Regions from separate parts of the Sus scrofa genome. Here all the other regions are linked to region 1. Evidence: chromatin contacts called from public Hi-C data. All regions are on one chromosome and are shown on one strand. The core of a region is the stretch at or near the end of the contact, and the rest is flanking DNA. Distances in the headings are between cores, read along the strand shown.

Evidence for each region. Hi-C and Micro-C count contacts between places; a contact is called where the count stands out from the background.
Region 2: a Hi-C map of liver shows a contact between it and region 1, with 2.7 times the contacts expected there. The contact joins two enhancer-like sites. A contact is called at or near these places in 5 of 47 Hi-C or Micro-C datasets (brain, liver, omental adipose tissue and 1 more).
Region 3: a contact with region 1 is called in a Hi-C map of liver, with 2.9 times the contacts expected there. The contact joins two enhancer-like sites. A contact is called at or near these places in 2 of 47 Hi-C or Micro-C datasets (liver and skeletal muscle) and 1 of 2 datasets of contacts at active chromatin or transcription factors (skeletal muscle).

What each region holds. Positions count from the first base shown.
Region 1 is chr13:47,622,412-47,627,044 of Sscrofa11.1, reverse strand. No RefSeq gene overlaps it. Among named protein-coding and RNA genes, the nearest start is that of MAGI1, 57 kb to the right of the region's middle. Within about 2 kb of position 2,679, at least 3 of the 83 cell types and tissues checked have an H3K27ac peak or open chromatin away from gene starts, as enhancers often do. A contact at or near this core is called in liver, where this site is marked.
Region 2 is chr13:47,384,558-47,389,190 of Sscrofa11.1, reverse strand. The region is part of intron 1 of MAGI1 (membrane-associated guanylate kinase, WW and PDZ domain-containing protein 1); the gene reads left to right. Among named protein-coding and RNA genes, the nearest start is that of MAGI1, 180 kb to the left of the region's middle. Within about 2 kb of position 2,525, at least 3 of the 83 cell types and tissues checked have an H3K27ac peak or open chromatin away from gene starts, as enhancers often do. A contact at or near this core is called in liver, where this site is marked.
Region 3 is chr13:47,469,212-47,473,844 of Sscrofa11.1, reverse strand. The region is part of intron 1 of MAGI1 (membrane-associated guanylate kinase, WW and PDZ domain-containing protein 1); the gene reads left to right. Among named protein-coding and RNA genes, the nearest start is that of MAGI1, 97 kb to the left of the region's middle. Within about 2 kb of position 2,719, at least 8 of the 83 cell types and tissues checked have an H3K27ac peak or open chromatin away from gene starts, as enhancers often do. A contact at or near this core is called in liver, where this site is marked.

The DNA.
Region 1 (4,633 bases), core at 1,430-3,929:
GGAAAATGAAAGCCAGTTTGAATTAGTTAATTCTGGTCTCTGCCTAAAAGAAACAGTACTACTGGAGGATTAAGAGGAGAGAGAGACTTTTGGAGTAAGACAAACCTGGATCTGAGCATCACTTTTGCTTCTTACTGGCTGTGTGGCCTGCAGTCACTTGCTTAACTATTCTGAATCTCAGTTATCTCACTTTTTATTTGTTTATTATTAATCTACGTATTTATTTATTTTTAAAATTTGTGCAGCGTATGGAAGTTCCTGGGCCAGGGATTGAATCCAAGCCACCTCTTCCACCTACACTGCAGCTATGGCAATGCTGGATCCTTTAACCCACTGCGCTGGCCAGGGATGGAACCCATGCCTCCACAGCAATCCAAGCTGCTGCAGTCAGATTCTTAATCCACTAAGCCACAGCAAGAACTGCAGTTACCTAATTTTAAAAATAGGGTGGGAGTTCCAGCTATGATGCAACAAGATCAGCGATGCCTCTGGAGTGCTGGGACACAGTTCAATCCCTGGTCCGGCACGGTGGGTTAAATATCTGGCATTGCCACTGCTTCAGCATAGGCAGCAAGAGGGACTCAGATCTGATCCCTGGCCTGGGAACTCCATATGCCACAGGGCAGGACAAAAATGAAAATAAATAAATAAATAAAATTTGTTTAAAAATAAATAAGTAAATAAATGAATTATAAAAATAGGGTGGTGGGAATTCCTGTTGGAGCTCAAAGGTAATGAATCCAACTAGAATCCATGAAGATGTGGGTTGGATCCCGGGCCCCACTCAGTGGGTTAAGGATCCAGCTTTGCGGTGAGCTGTGGTGTAGATCACAGATGCAGCTCTGATCTGGCATTGCTGTGGCTGTGGTGTAGACCAGCAGCTACATCTCCGATTTGACCCCTAGCCTGGGAACCTCCATATGTTATGGGTGTGGCTCTAAAAAGACAAAAAAAAAAAGGTGATAATATCCAACTCTCAAGCTAGAGATGAAGATTAAATGAGTGCACATATAAAGAGGACCTAGGTCAGATCTCTGGAGTTTCCTTTGTGGCGCAGTGGAAACAAATCCAACTAGGAACCATGAGGTTGCAGGTTCGATCCCTGGCCTCGTTCAGTGGGTTAAGGATCCAGCATTGCCATGAGCTGTGGTATAGGTCACAGATGCAGCTCAGATCCGGCGTTGCTGTGGCTCTGGCGTAGGCCAGCGGCTACAGCTCCGACTGGACCTCTAGCCTGGGAACCTCCATGTGCCGCAAGTGTGGCCCTAAAAAAATGACAAAAGAAAAAAAATAAAGAATTTTAAAAAAAGAGGACTTAGGTCAGATCTTTAAAATAAATGATCACCAATAAGAGTAAATCTGCCTAGAAATGTGAAGAAGAAAATATCAGCCAAGCAATAGAAATATGACAGGAATACTGATAGGTTACAGAAAAATAAATATAAACGGCTCTCACCCATTTGAAAAGATGTTTGACCTCACTTACAATAAGAAAAATGCAAGTCAAAACTAAATAAGGATATCATTTTTCACCTATTGGGTTGGCAAAAATTCAATTCAAAAATTGTACAACACATGCTCTGTAATAAATAGTGGGATTTGGCACTCTCACACATTGCTGGCAAGAGAGCAAAATGGTACACAACACTTTGGGGAGCTCATCAGCAATCCCTATCAAAATTATGAATGCATTTACTTTTTTACTCGACAATTTCACTCCTGCGAATTCTCTTTCTTTCTTTTTTTAACTGCTGTACTTAAACCAGCATGAAGTAAAGTGACAGATAAACCCCATTATTAATTGCAGAATTGTGTGCATGCATGAGCAAGTGGCTGGAAATACCCAAGTGTCCATCTAAAGAGGAGTGGATGAATAAACCTCGGTGCTTCCACACAATATAACACAGTTGTAAAAAGGAGAAGGCAATTCTCTGTGCCCTGTGGAAATCTCAGGGCAACTATAAAGTGCAAGAGGCAGGATGCAAAACAATACATAGAGTCTCCTAATGTCTATGTAAAGAGAAGGTAAATAAGAATTTACTTATATTTGTTTATATCTGCACAAACATAAACACCAGAAGGCTATGCAAGAAATTAAAAAGAGTGGTTACATTTAGAAGGCTGAAGGTGGAAATTGGGTAGGTGGAATCAGGAGTTAGAATAAGACTTCTTCTGATCTCTTTTTTTTTTTTTTTTTTTTTTTTTTTGTCTTTTTGCTATTTCTTGGGCCGCTTCCATGGCATATGGAGGTTCCCAGGCTAGGGGTCGAATCGGAGCTGCAGCCACCGCCTACGCCAGAGCCACAGCAACGCGGGATCCGAGCCGCGTCTGCAACCTACACCACAGCTCACGGCAATGCCGGATCGTTAACCCACTGAGCAAGGGCAGGGACCGAACCTGCAACCTCATGGTTCCTAGTCGGATTCGTTAACCACTGCGCCACGATGGGAACTCCTTGATCTCATTTTTATTTTTTTTGAGCTATGTGAACATATGACCAACTCTGTGCAATCAAAATAAAGAAAATAATTAACATCTTCTAAAACAAATAAGGATTTCTCAAGTCAGAACCCATATTTGAATTCTCTGTCATTTTGAATACCTCTATGTCCCTGTTCTAGGTTGTATACTGCCCTTTAACCTGGGTGGCCAGGCATTGTTTACTCTCGGTCAGGAAGTTCAAGGCATACTTTTTACTGAACCAACGAACAAATGAACCAGCTTGCTGCTTTCAGTTGCAAAGAGAATGATCATTAGCTGACTGGGTCAAAAATGTTCAAAGAACCAAGCCAAGGCATGCAAACAATGACATTTTCATTTTTAAAATGGAAAGTAGAAACTAGACCACTGAAGGAAGAACTTAATGACCTGAAAGGGGAAAAAGAAAACTACATCTATATTCCTTCTCTGAACTCCATGGAAGACTTTAATCCACCTTCCTTTCTGGGATTTACATTTGAAACTGAACCCGAATGCAAAGTGGTGCAGGCTCCACAGGCTGGGAAAGAGGCATTTATCTACAAGGTCATGTTAAACCTGGGGAGGGACTTGTTAGGTCAAAGAGAAGAACTCTCAACTCTTTCCTCATCACCAATCCCCTAGGAAGAATAGGGGTGGAGGAAGATCACCCCAGACGGAAGACCGATAAAATAACTTCTATGCCAAGAAGCCAATAAAAATTTGTTCATCCATGCTTTTCCTTCCTGAATCCACAATAATTTATACAAAAATGCCATCTCCTTACTGCAGGGTGCCTGATTTATAGATTGGGCATCTGTTTCATATCAAGGGCCCCTGAATGGAACAACACTCTATGTTCTAACAAAACAGAGAACTCATTTCATAAATCACTTTCGACCTATCAGATATCTCACACTGAATTTCTTTTAAATCCAGGCACATTTTTCTTTCCCTCAGAGCTTGCCCTGCATGTTGCTGTCAAGTACCAGAAACACACATGTACTTGAAGTTTTTAAAAGATTCCAGAAAAGCAATAGCAAACCTAGTTATCAGTCTGTTTCTTTTGTTTTATCCTATAAGAAGAAGCTTTTTCTTTTTTAAAAGAAGAACCCTTTATAAATGTTTTCAAAAGGAACCATTTTTAAAAATCCATGTCCTCAGAGAGCCTCCAAGTCCATAAATTTGCAAACAAATGGAATTTACTTTGTCACTTTCTGTTCCTTTGCCCAGAGCAGACATTACTAATGGATCACCTCCTTCCCTCTGAGCTTGCTTCAAGTCCTATTGTCTTTCTCAGCCCAAAGTTGAAGACAGCCTCTATGAGGGAGCATCAATTAACATGCAGCATAGAAGAGTCCAATCCGATCACTTTTAAGATAATAGAACCACACGACAGAAGAGGAAAGAGGCTTTGCTACAGTCACACAGTGAATGACTGATGCACATGATACATATTTCTAAGTACTGAAACTCACTGTTGTCCTTCATCCACACTGACACATGACCTTTAGAAGGTCAGGTTGGTGTCTGGGAGGTGAGGCAAATGGGAGGAGTGGTTTTGTTTTTCTTTCTTTTTTTCTTTTTAGGGCTGCACCTCAGGCATGTGGAAGATCCTGGGCTATAGGTGGAAGCTAGGTTCCCAGAGCTGCAACTGCCGGCCTATACCACAGCCATAGCAACAACGGAGCAGAGCCGAATGTGCAACCTACACCAAAGCTTGAAGCAATGCTGGATCCTTAACCCACTGAATGAGGCCAGAAATGGAACCCACATTCTCATGGATACTAGTTGGATTCTTAACCTGCCGAGCCACACTGGGAACTCTTGGTTCTGTTTTTCAACAGAGCTTTCTTCAAAAGAAATCCTTACACACCAAACCCATCCCAATTAGCCATGTTTTTCAAATAAAGAATTTACTAATCATTCCAATATAAATGATTCAGAAGCTCTCAGCAGCCTGCTGCTCTAAATACTATTTTGTATCAGTGATAACCTTCTTTTCCCATCAAATATGCTTCCTCCTCAAGGAAGAAGAGATAATTGTTATGAAATAGGAAATTATTTTTCATTTGGGCTAACACAAAGGACACTGTAATGAGCTTGGATACACAGACAGTACCCTCCATCAAAGTTACACAATGACATGGTAAAGCGCAGTGGCTCTTCTATCAAT
Region 2 (4,633 bases), core at 1,276-3,775, 240 kb after region 1:
TCTAATCATGCATTTAAAGCACATAGCCCAACAGTGGCATGTGGCAGGCATTCAACGAATAATTGGTCCCTTCTGGCCCTTTTCTGCCCAGAGTAAGAGTTTCTTTCTTGCTCTGTACGCTTGAGGACTCCATTTATATTTGTCATAGAGACAGAGAAACTTGGTGTTGGCTCATTTGAGAGTGAAGATGAGTTAACTTGGAAATAGAAGTAAAGTCAATGAGGAGTTCCTGTTGTGGCTCCGTGGGTTAAGAACTTGACATATTGTCCTTTCTTGAGGATTCGGGTTGGATCCCTGGCCTTGCTCAATGGGTTAAGGGCCTGGCATTGCCACAAACTGTGGCATAGGTTGCAGATGGTGCTCAGATCCAGTGTTTCCATGGCTGTGGTGTACACCAGCTGCAGCTCTTACTCGACTCCTGGCCTTGGAACTTCCATGTGCTACTGGTATGGCTATAAAAAGAAAAATAAAAATTAAAAAAAAAAAGAAAGAAAGTCACTGAGAATATAGGATTTGATTTATTCTGATTTCCATGTATGTGTAGTTGGAGATTATTTGTGTAAACACTGAAAAGTGCAGTGTTGTTTCATATACCATGTCATCAAACACAGGAGGAGTTTCTTGGTGGCAAGAGCAGGCCTGAGGTGTGTTTACAGAGGACAGTTTTAGCATCATAATGCTACTCCATGGCCCCTTTTTTCTTACCAGAAGAGATATTCACAGTTATATCCCATAAAGAGATAAAGAGAAGAACGGAATTTGAGGTCAAGGAATGTTCAGTTCCTGCTGGGAAGAAGCAATGATTTCGTTGATCTCCTTTTAGAACTTTGAAACTCCTGTTTATCATCTGTTCATGTTGATTAATAGCAGGATCCAGCCAAGCAGAGTCACAAATCCTCAAGATTAAAAATTAGTTGACTGCAGCAGAGACCCACCGGTGTATTGTCTCCATAACAACTCGCTCATGTTGTTGATGTGAGGCACGGCACTTTCTTATTGCTAATCACACTGGTTAGCTCTATAAATTATAATATCCCTTCGTATCATGTTAACTCATAGAGTAATGAGTTCTCTCTGAAGTCATTTGGAAGCTTCAATTTGTCACAAATTTTTGTTCCTTGGTAATGATTACATTTAAGCTTACCATTATTAAAATATTATATTTGTTATCACCGCTTTAGATTTAATACAGTTGAAAATAGGAGGTTTTTATGAATTTTTACTTAATAGCAGAAATGTGGTGTAGCTTGGCCTATTTTTTCTCTCCTTCCTTCCCTTCCTATTTCCTTTTAAATGCTTGAGGGATATTTTCAGTGTGTCCCTCTTGCAAAGAATGGAATGCAGGTAAAGCAGGACGCACCTGTGGCTGTCCCATCCCTAGTCCGGCAGACTATAGCACCACCTAACCAGCTTCCTAGTGCATTGCATTTTTAGGATTTCAAGAAAGGCATTTTAGGTGCCCCCCCTCCCCCCCCCCCGCTTTGTAGTGGAAGGAAAATAACGTTACTTCCAGCTTTGTAGGTTTTGGCTGAGACACTCATTAATAAATGACAAATTAACAGGGAGAAAACAAACAGAAGTTTAATAGCATCTATGCTTCTTGTATACATGAGAGAGACCTGGGAAACCTGAATAAAATTTCCTGAAATAACCTAAGTAATCCCTTAAATACCTTCTCCAGCTAAAAACAGAAGAAGATGTTGGACATAGTGTGGGCAGGGGAGTCAAATTAACTGGGACCATTGTAAATGAGGGTATGGTTGTTAGGCAGTTTTAAGTCTGATTCTCCCTTGATAAGTGTTCCTGGAGTTCCAGCCATCCTCCTTTTCCTGTCACACATGGAAAGAAATCCTTACAAATGGAGATGTCCTTTATCCATGTAAAATGTCTCTTAAAAAAGGTTAACTCCGTTTTCAGAGCTTCACCCATGTCTGCTGCTTCTTAAAGTGCTCAGCCTAAAATAGTCTTTTTTCCAAAGAGGCATATTTTGGGGTGGTAAATTCTGCTACCCTTCTGATTTTTCCTTCAGTGAAATGCTGGACAGAAGAGCTATAACGCACAGCCTTGCTGATCAGCTCCCTGCAGCACATCCCTGGTGGATGTCAGAGGCCCTGGACTCTGATCTGGCAGGATCCTTGACTCCCATTTTCTCCCATTTGCAGTGGGTTCCAAGATCTCTGTTCTGGTTGGAATTGTGCGAAGATCAACCTTTGTAAATTAGAAAATACATATGAAAGCATTCTGATTTGCAAACCATCCTCGGGTGATAATTACACAGTTTCATCAATTTTTAGAGTTGTTAAAAATGTGAAAAAGAAGATACACCAGAAACCATAGATTACTTGGCTTCCTTTTTGGGTTTGGATGATTCCTAAAATCTCAGTCTCAGATTCTGTGCCTCCTGTGTTTCCTCGCTCCAGGAAACTGTTTTTCCACTCCTCATAAAGACCAGCTCTATTTCCTGTTGTGAGCACTGCTGACCATGATTCTAGCAACTGACCCTAAGAGCAAAGGCCAACTCCCATTGAGAAATAAGGACTGCCTTTCTGCCAGGTCTGCTTGCATGCCTGCAGTGGCCGTGAGCCCCGCTAAGCCCCATTACCTCCGTTTGGTCTGGCTGACTCCCATCAAATGAACAGGGCAGTCAGGTTTTATTGATTTTCATGTGGTTCCTGCATTTTGGGGAGACTTGTTGACAATTTTTCATATGTCACTCCATTAAGAGAAAAGGAAGTCTGGCTCCACAGGAAACTGGAGGTCCCCTTCCATTAGGCATCCTGTGAACTTGAGCACATGTTAGGACTCCCAGAGAAGAGAAGGTACTGTTCCTCCATGCTGCTGGCCGCAGTGGAAACAGGGGAGCCACAAGTTCCCCTGCTGTGTTGAGGATTAATCTCTCTATCTAAACCTATTCCTTCTCTTGTCCCAAACCCTATTCCCCTCGGAATTGAGGAGTATCAAACAAAGGGGGATTGAACCCCAGCAGGGCTCTGTGGGGTCCTTTCATGTCCACTGTTTTTCCTAGGCCTTAGATGAGTTCCAAAGAGCAGAGGCAAGCCGTTACTAATTAGGGAAGTAAGGGCATGCAGAAACCACGGAAAAACAGTCAAGCAAGGAAAGTGATAATAGCTTAAACAATAGTTCAGCAATAAAACAGAGTCCTGGTTCCTCCTCAAGGGATGGATGTTTTAAAGAATTTGTTGTGTATCTTTGAGTTGTTCTGTAGAAACTAAGAACTCCACCTACCCAGGTGGTGGATGGTGACTACATGCAGATTACAGCACATAGAGCTCAGATTGGTTGGAACCAGAAGGTTGATGATGAAGATTCCTGAATCATCATCCTGTTACCTCACCACAAACCAATCAGAACAAAGTCCATGAGCTGCACCCTCACCCCAGATGTTGCCTTTAAAAACTTTTCCATTAAAAGAACCCTTCAATTCTTTTGAGCGTGAGCTGCCCATTCTCTTTGTTTGATGCCTGCAATAAACACTGTACTTGCCTTTACCACAAAGTGGCATCAGTAGATTGGCTTTGCTGCCTAGCAAACTTAGGGTTAGGGTTAACTAACTTAGGGACCTAAATTTGCTTCCATTAACACAATGGGGAGAACTTTCCAGCTTTCAGATCAGGTTGAGACTAATGTGCTCTGTGCATCTTATGGTAGAGGCAAGTTGACCTCTGGAAACTGGACTGTTGAGACGAAGGTTTAGTACTTGATATTCTCCCTTATTCATCTGAAATACTTCACCATAGAGAGGAGCATAGCTTGGTGTGTTCTCCTCGATTCCTTGTTTTCTGTAGCGCTGCAGCATTTCTGTCACTCTATGTGAAGGTGACCTTGTTATTCTGTGTGCAGGGATGTGTGAGAAGGAAACTGCATCAGGCAGCATGCAGTTTGGACTAAATTGGATTGGGCACCTGAGTTCATTGACTCAGTGCTTCGGTAGATACGTGATCGAATAGGACCTTGAGTGTTTGCCACCATCTGCCGTTTGTTTTTAACTTCTGCCACCTGAGAGGGCATATTATAGGGTAGGAGGAGGTAGGCATGGAACATATGCGATATTTAGTCTGTACAGAAAGTTGACTATATAGAAGGGTGTTGATGTAAGTCCTGCATTCCGTTCCTCTGGGGTCTTCAATTCTACTTGCTTTTCTTTTTCTTCTCCCTGACCTGAGAGCTGCATCTGTCAATTTCTGTACTACCCAAGGTGGTAGCCAATAGCCATGAGTGGCTGTTTAAATTGGAAGACAAATGGGGGAGTTCCCATTGCACAGTGGAAGTGAATCTGACTAGCATCCATGACGGTGCAAGTTCCATCCTTGGCCTCACTCAGTGGGTTGGGATTCGGCATTGCTGTGAGTGGTGGTGTAGGTCGTAGACGCAGCTCAGATGTGTGGCTATGGTGTAGGCTGGCAGCTGTAGCTCCGATTTGACCCCTAGCCTGGGAACCTCCATATGCCATGGGTGTGGCCCTAAAAAGCAAAAAAAGAAAAAAGAAAGAAGAAATACAAATGATTGAAAATTAAAAAAAAAAACTCAGTCCCTCCAACACAATAGCCACCTTTCAGGTGGTCAGTAACCATGTACGACTGCCATGTAGGACAGCTCAGATCTAAAATATTTC
Region 3 (4,633 bases), core at 1,470-3,969, 150 kb after region 1:
TTTGCTTAAAACTGACAAGCTGTGAAAACATTATGAACCAATAGAGTTACTAGCCCGATCCAGTTCACTATTTCCTAGATAAAAATGTTTAAACATTTAGGGTTTAGGTGGATGGTGGCGGGGGCAGTTGGATACTGTGGATAAGTGAATTCTGCCCAAGAGGGACTCCTGGGTATGTTTGGCTCTTTGGAGAGAATGGTGAACTCTTTGGGACCTTAGAAACTTAGAAGCCTGTCTCACACCGCAGCTGAACCCTAGCCCTATATGTTCAGTATTATACTGTACTAGGGCTTTTGAAAGAGAATAAAAGGTACATTTACTGCTCTTGGGGCATCCTTAGGCTTGGTAAAATGAAGCTGTAAATTTCGACAAGTCTAAATGATAATTGAGGCAGAAAGAAGGTACTATTTTATTTAATTCTACACCTAACAGAAACCTAACCATTTCCAGCCAAGCAGTAGAAATAACAACAGAAACAGCAGTTGGCATTAATTGATTCATTCAACAAATGTTTAGTGGCTGCTTCCTATGTGTCAAGCACTGTTCTAGAATATAATGACCCACGCAGTGGACGCACAGTTTGCTCGGGTGTATCATGTAGGCATTGGGAATGCATCGGATACGACCCAGGCCCACTTTCATTTTAATGAGTTGAGCAGATAAAAATTTATCACTGCATGTCATCGTGGCTGCCTTGGAAGTGTGCTCAGTGACAAATGCTTTGAAGAATACGGAGCGATAAGTCTGGTGAGGACACCTGAAAAGAAGTGACATTTGCCTTCTTTGCATATCTTTTTTTTTCTGTGCGTCCTTCTGCTCTTGTCATCTTCTTAGGTGGGTTATTGGGTAGTTAAGGAGACTGTGGTTGAGTCAAGTCAGTCCTTTTGCTTTGGGACGTAAAATTCAGCTGCCTGGTTCATGGATAGTGTATGGGCAGCAGCATCTTCATGCCTCGTAGTTTGTTTCTTAAATGATGGCTAAGAGAGTTAATGATGCTAAAATCAAAACAGAGTTTAAATTGTGAAAGCAATTTCAAGCAGTTTAAATTTTATGTCATTTCAGTAGTTGCCTACTTCCTAGGCCTCTATGGCTTTTGAAATCCGTGAGTTGAAGATAAATGTCTTCGCTTGTGACATAATGATTTGTTTCACAAATTTTTTGAATCAGCCAAGCCTGTTTGAGTTGTGTCCTTATAAAAGAAAGACTTCCAAAATTCAAACAGGGGTTTTGGTTTTTTTTTTTTTTGAGTCAGCCCTTACTGAACTTTCCAAGAATTTCCAGGCCCTTGGGTTTAACACAAACTGTAGTTTAATGAGCTCGCCAGGTACTTTCAATCCCATTTCAAGGTTTACCATAGCTCTACTTGAGCAGTTTGGACATTATTATAGTAAAAGGGCAAATGTAGTGGGCATTTTATTCAGGCTGTTGCAGTAGAGAAAACTTTCATTAATGAGCAAAGTCACAAGGTAGAGAGAGAAACTCTGATAAAACAGGAGAATCATTTGAGAAGGTCCAGTTGGGTCTTAGCTCAGAATATTCCAAGGCTGAGTGGCCCTTTGCTGTTAGCCCTTTCTTGGAATACAAAAGGGTCACCAAAAAGAGGAGGCATGTCTTGAACTGGACTCCTTGCCTTGGCCTTGAAGTTCAACACTGTCAGAGTATACAGGACAAAAAGGTACTGCTGATTCCAGCTTTCACTTAAAAGCTTCAGTAGGTAATCAGAGAAGTGTCACTTATAATTAGTGACATTTGATCATAACAGTTTCGTGGTAGCTTGCCTCATTGTGCTCATTTGATGGTTTTAAGATAAAAGTACAGGATTTTTTAATCCTTACCATTTTTCTGAAGCTGAAATCTAGAGCAATGCTGTTGTTTATTCTTTCCTCTTCTTAGGTTAATCATATGATTTTTCTAGGAGTGGAGACTAGTTATACCTTGCAGGTCTGTTTGGGGTTTTACAAATTTGAATCCCAGCCTCCGTATGGATACAACCATAAATATAAAGGGACAGAGGCCTACTCTCTTAGCATTTTGTTGGTCTGCTTTCAGGAACTGTTTGCTATGGTTTATAGATCTTATTCTCTTGTAACATTGGGATTCTGTTTCCTTTAGGGACTGCAGGAAGCACAAGCTGGGGAATGATTTTACATAACAATCAGGAGAAAATGTTACTTATTTATAAGTTACTCAGGGCCTGAAGGCCTTAGGGTACAACACATAATGCAATATAGAAAACAAACCAATTTTCCTTGACATTTAGCTGTAAATTGAAATTAATTCAAATAAAATACCTGCGATGAAACACTTCAGCAGTGGAATTGTGCGAACTCCTCGGCTTTCTGGTTTTGTCATTTTAGATTTAACTTCCAAAGTGTGTCCTATCAACTTATTAGCTGGATCAAATCCCCCAGCCAGCCACATTTCCCTGTACTTTCTTTGTAGGTGAAAAACTACTGGAGTATTTAAAATTTTATGTGTTTGGTTCAGTGTGGATTGTATCTTTCCTGCTTGTCATTCCCTTGTGTCCAGCCCTGCTTCTGGAGTCTGTGCCGGTTGGGGAGATGAGGGGGGGTGAGGGGACCGGAGAAGCAGTGTACTGCTGGGTGTGTGTGTGTGTGTGTGTGTTCATGATACCATTTTTGGGTAATGGATGACTGCAAAACATCGAGGTCTGCCTACTTGTGGGCAAATGACATAACCAACAGCTTACTGAACGCCTTGCCAAGACAAATAGGATTGAGCTGTTCCCACTCCTGGCTGTACCCGCCTAAGCTGAATTTCATTCTGTCCTTGGCTCTGGCTTTCTCTAACCTGGAGAAACGTGCTGACATTTGGGCCCAAAGGGGAGGGAGGAGAGGACCAAAAAATAGAGTGTGGTAAATTTTTTTTTTTTTTTTTTTTGTCTTTTGTCTTTTTAGGGCTGTACCTGCAGCGTATGGAGGTTCCCAGGCTATGGGTTGAATTGGAGCTACAGCTGCCAGCCTATACAACAGCCACAGCAACTCTAGATCTGAGCCACATCTGTGACCTACACCACAGATCATGGCAACCCTGGATCCTTAACCCACTGAGTGAGGCCAAGGATTGAACCTCCGTCCTCATGGATACTGGTCAGGTTCGTTAACCATGGAGCCACCACCCATTTTTTTTTTTTTTTTAAATTAGGGTACAATTGATTTACAATGTTGTGTCAATTTCTGCTGTATAGCAAAGTGACCCAGTCATACATATATATACATTCTTTCTGGATGTAGTAAAGTTTTAATATTCCAAATCAGGAAATAAATGTTAAAGCACAGAAAAGGCAGAGAGCAAATTCTACCTGCATGAAGTTCAGAGGCCAGCCTCAGCAATCAGGAAGAGACGGAGGAGGACTTACAGTTTCTGCCAGTTGGACTGGTGCTTCGTGGGAAGTGAGCTAACACATTTTTTTTTTTTTTGCTCCCTCTCATCACCACCCTTTCTGACCTCTGGTGATCATCCTGAAGTCCCTGGGAGGGCACACAGGCCTGGCAGGAAATGCTGGAGCCTCCGTTGAAGAGCCCTCCCCAGGTGGCTGCCAACTCCATCCACACCCTTCCAGTGTCCCCGCCAGAGGCTGACCTTAGGGTCAGCCCCAAAGAGCCACCTAATGTGTTTTTCCTTTATGTAAAAAATAAATTGCAGCAGGGAAAATCTGACTCTTGAATTATGAGAAATACTGTTTTACTTTTAAAGAATTAAAAAAAATATATTATTACCACCCTCATGCTTGTTTCTCCAGCATGCCTTACTCACTGCTCCATTTAAGCACCCAGAGCAGGAATTGGCACATACCAAGTACCTGGTAAATTTTCATTGAAAGAATCTATGATCCGTAGACCACTGGCTTCAGAAGTTCCTGGGTGGTCGTTAGAAATGCAGATTATTGGGCACACTCTTGGCTTTGAGAATCAGAACACCTGGGAGAGAGGCCAGACAACCTGCATTTTAAGATAGGCTTCTCCAGCAGGTTCATGTCTGACCTCACATTTGAGCACTGCTGCTCTAACACAGCAACTATTTTCAGTTTTTCTATTGTAACCTGACAATTTTAGTTCCCATTTTCCAATCCACACTTCCCACCTCAGTGCAGCAATATCATATAATAAATATCCCCAGTATAACAAGTGAGTGCCAACAGTATATAATTCATACTTACCCATTATACATTTTGATGTTACCCAGCAGAACTGGCCGTCTCTGTATTACCTAACCAATTCCCTATTTTTGGATAATTCCCCCAATTTTCCATTAATCTCTGATGCTACAAAGAGTAAGTAATTTAGACACATAGCTTTGCATTTTGTGAACTGGTGGTTCTTTCTAGAAGTATTTTGCAGAGAAGAGATGGACTATCCCAACAGCTCCCTTCGTGGTCTTAAAATTTTTGTTTATTTAAAAGACTTTATTAAAATAATTTCAAACCCGAAGATGTGATTGATAATAGCAGAATTTATTGTGGTAATCACTCATAATATATACATATATCACATTATTATTACTGTATACCTTAAACTAATACATTTTTTCTCAATGATAATCTCAGTTAAACTGGGGGTGGGGGGAAGAAAACGCCAACCACTGCCACTCAAATATATGTATTTGGTACCTA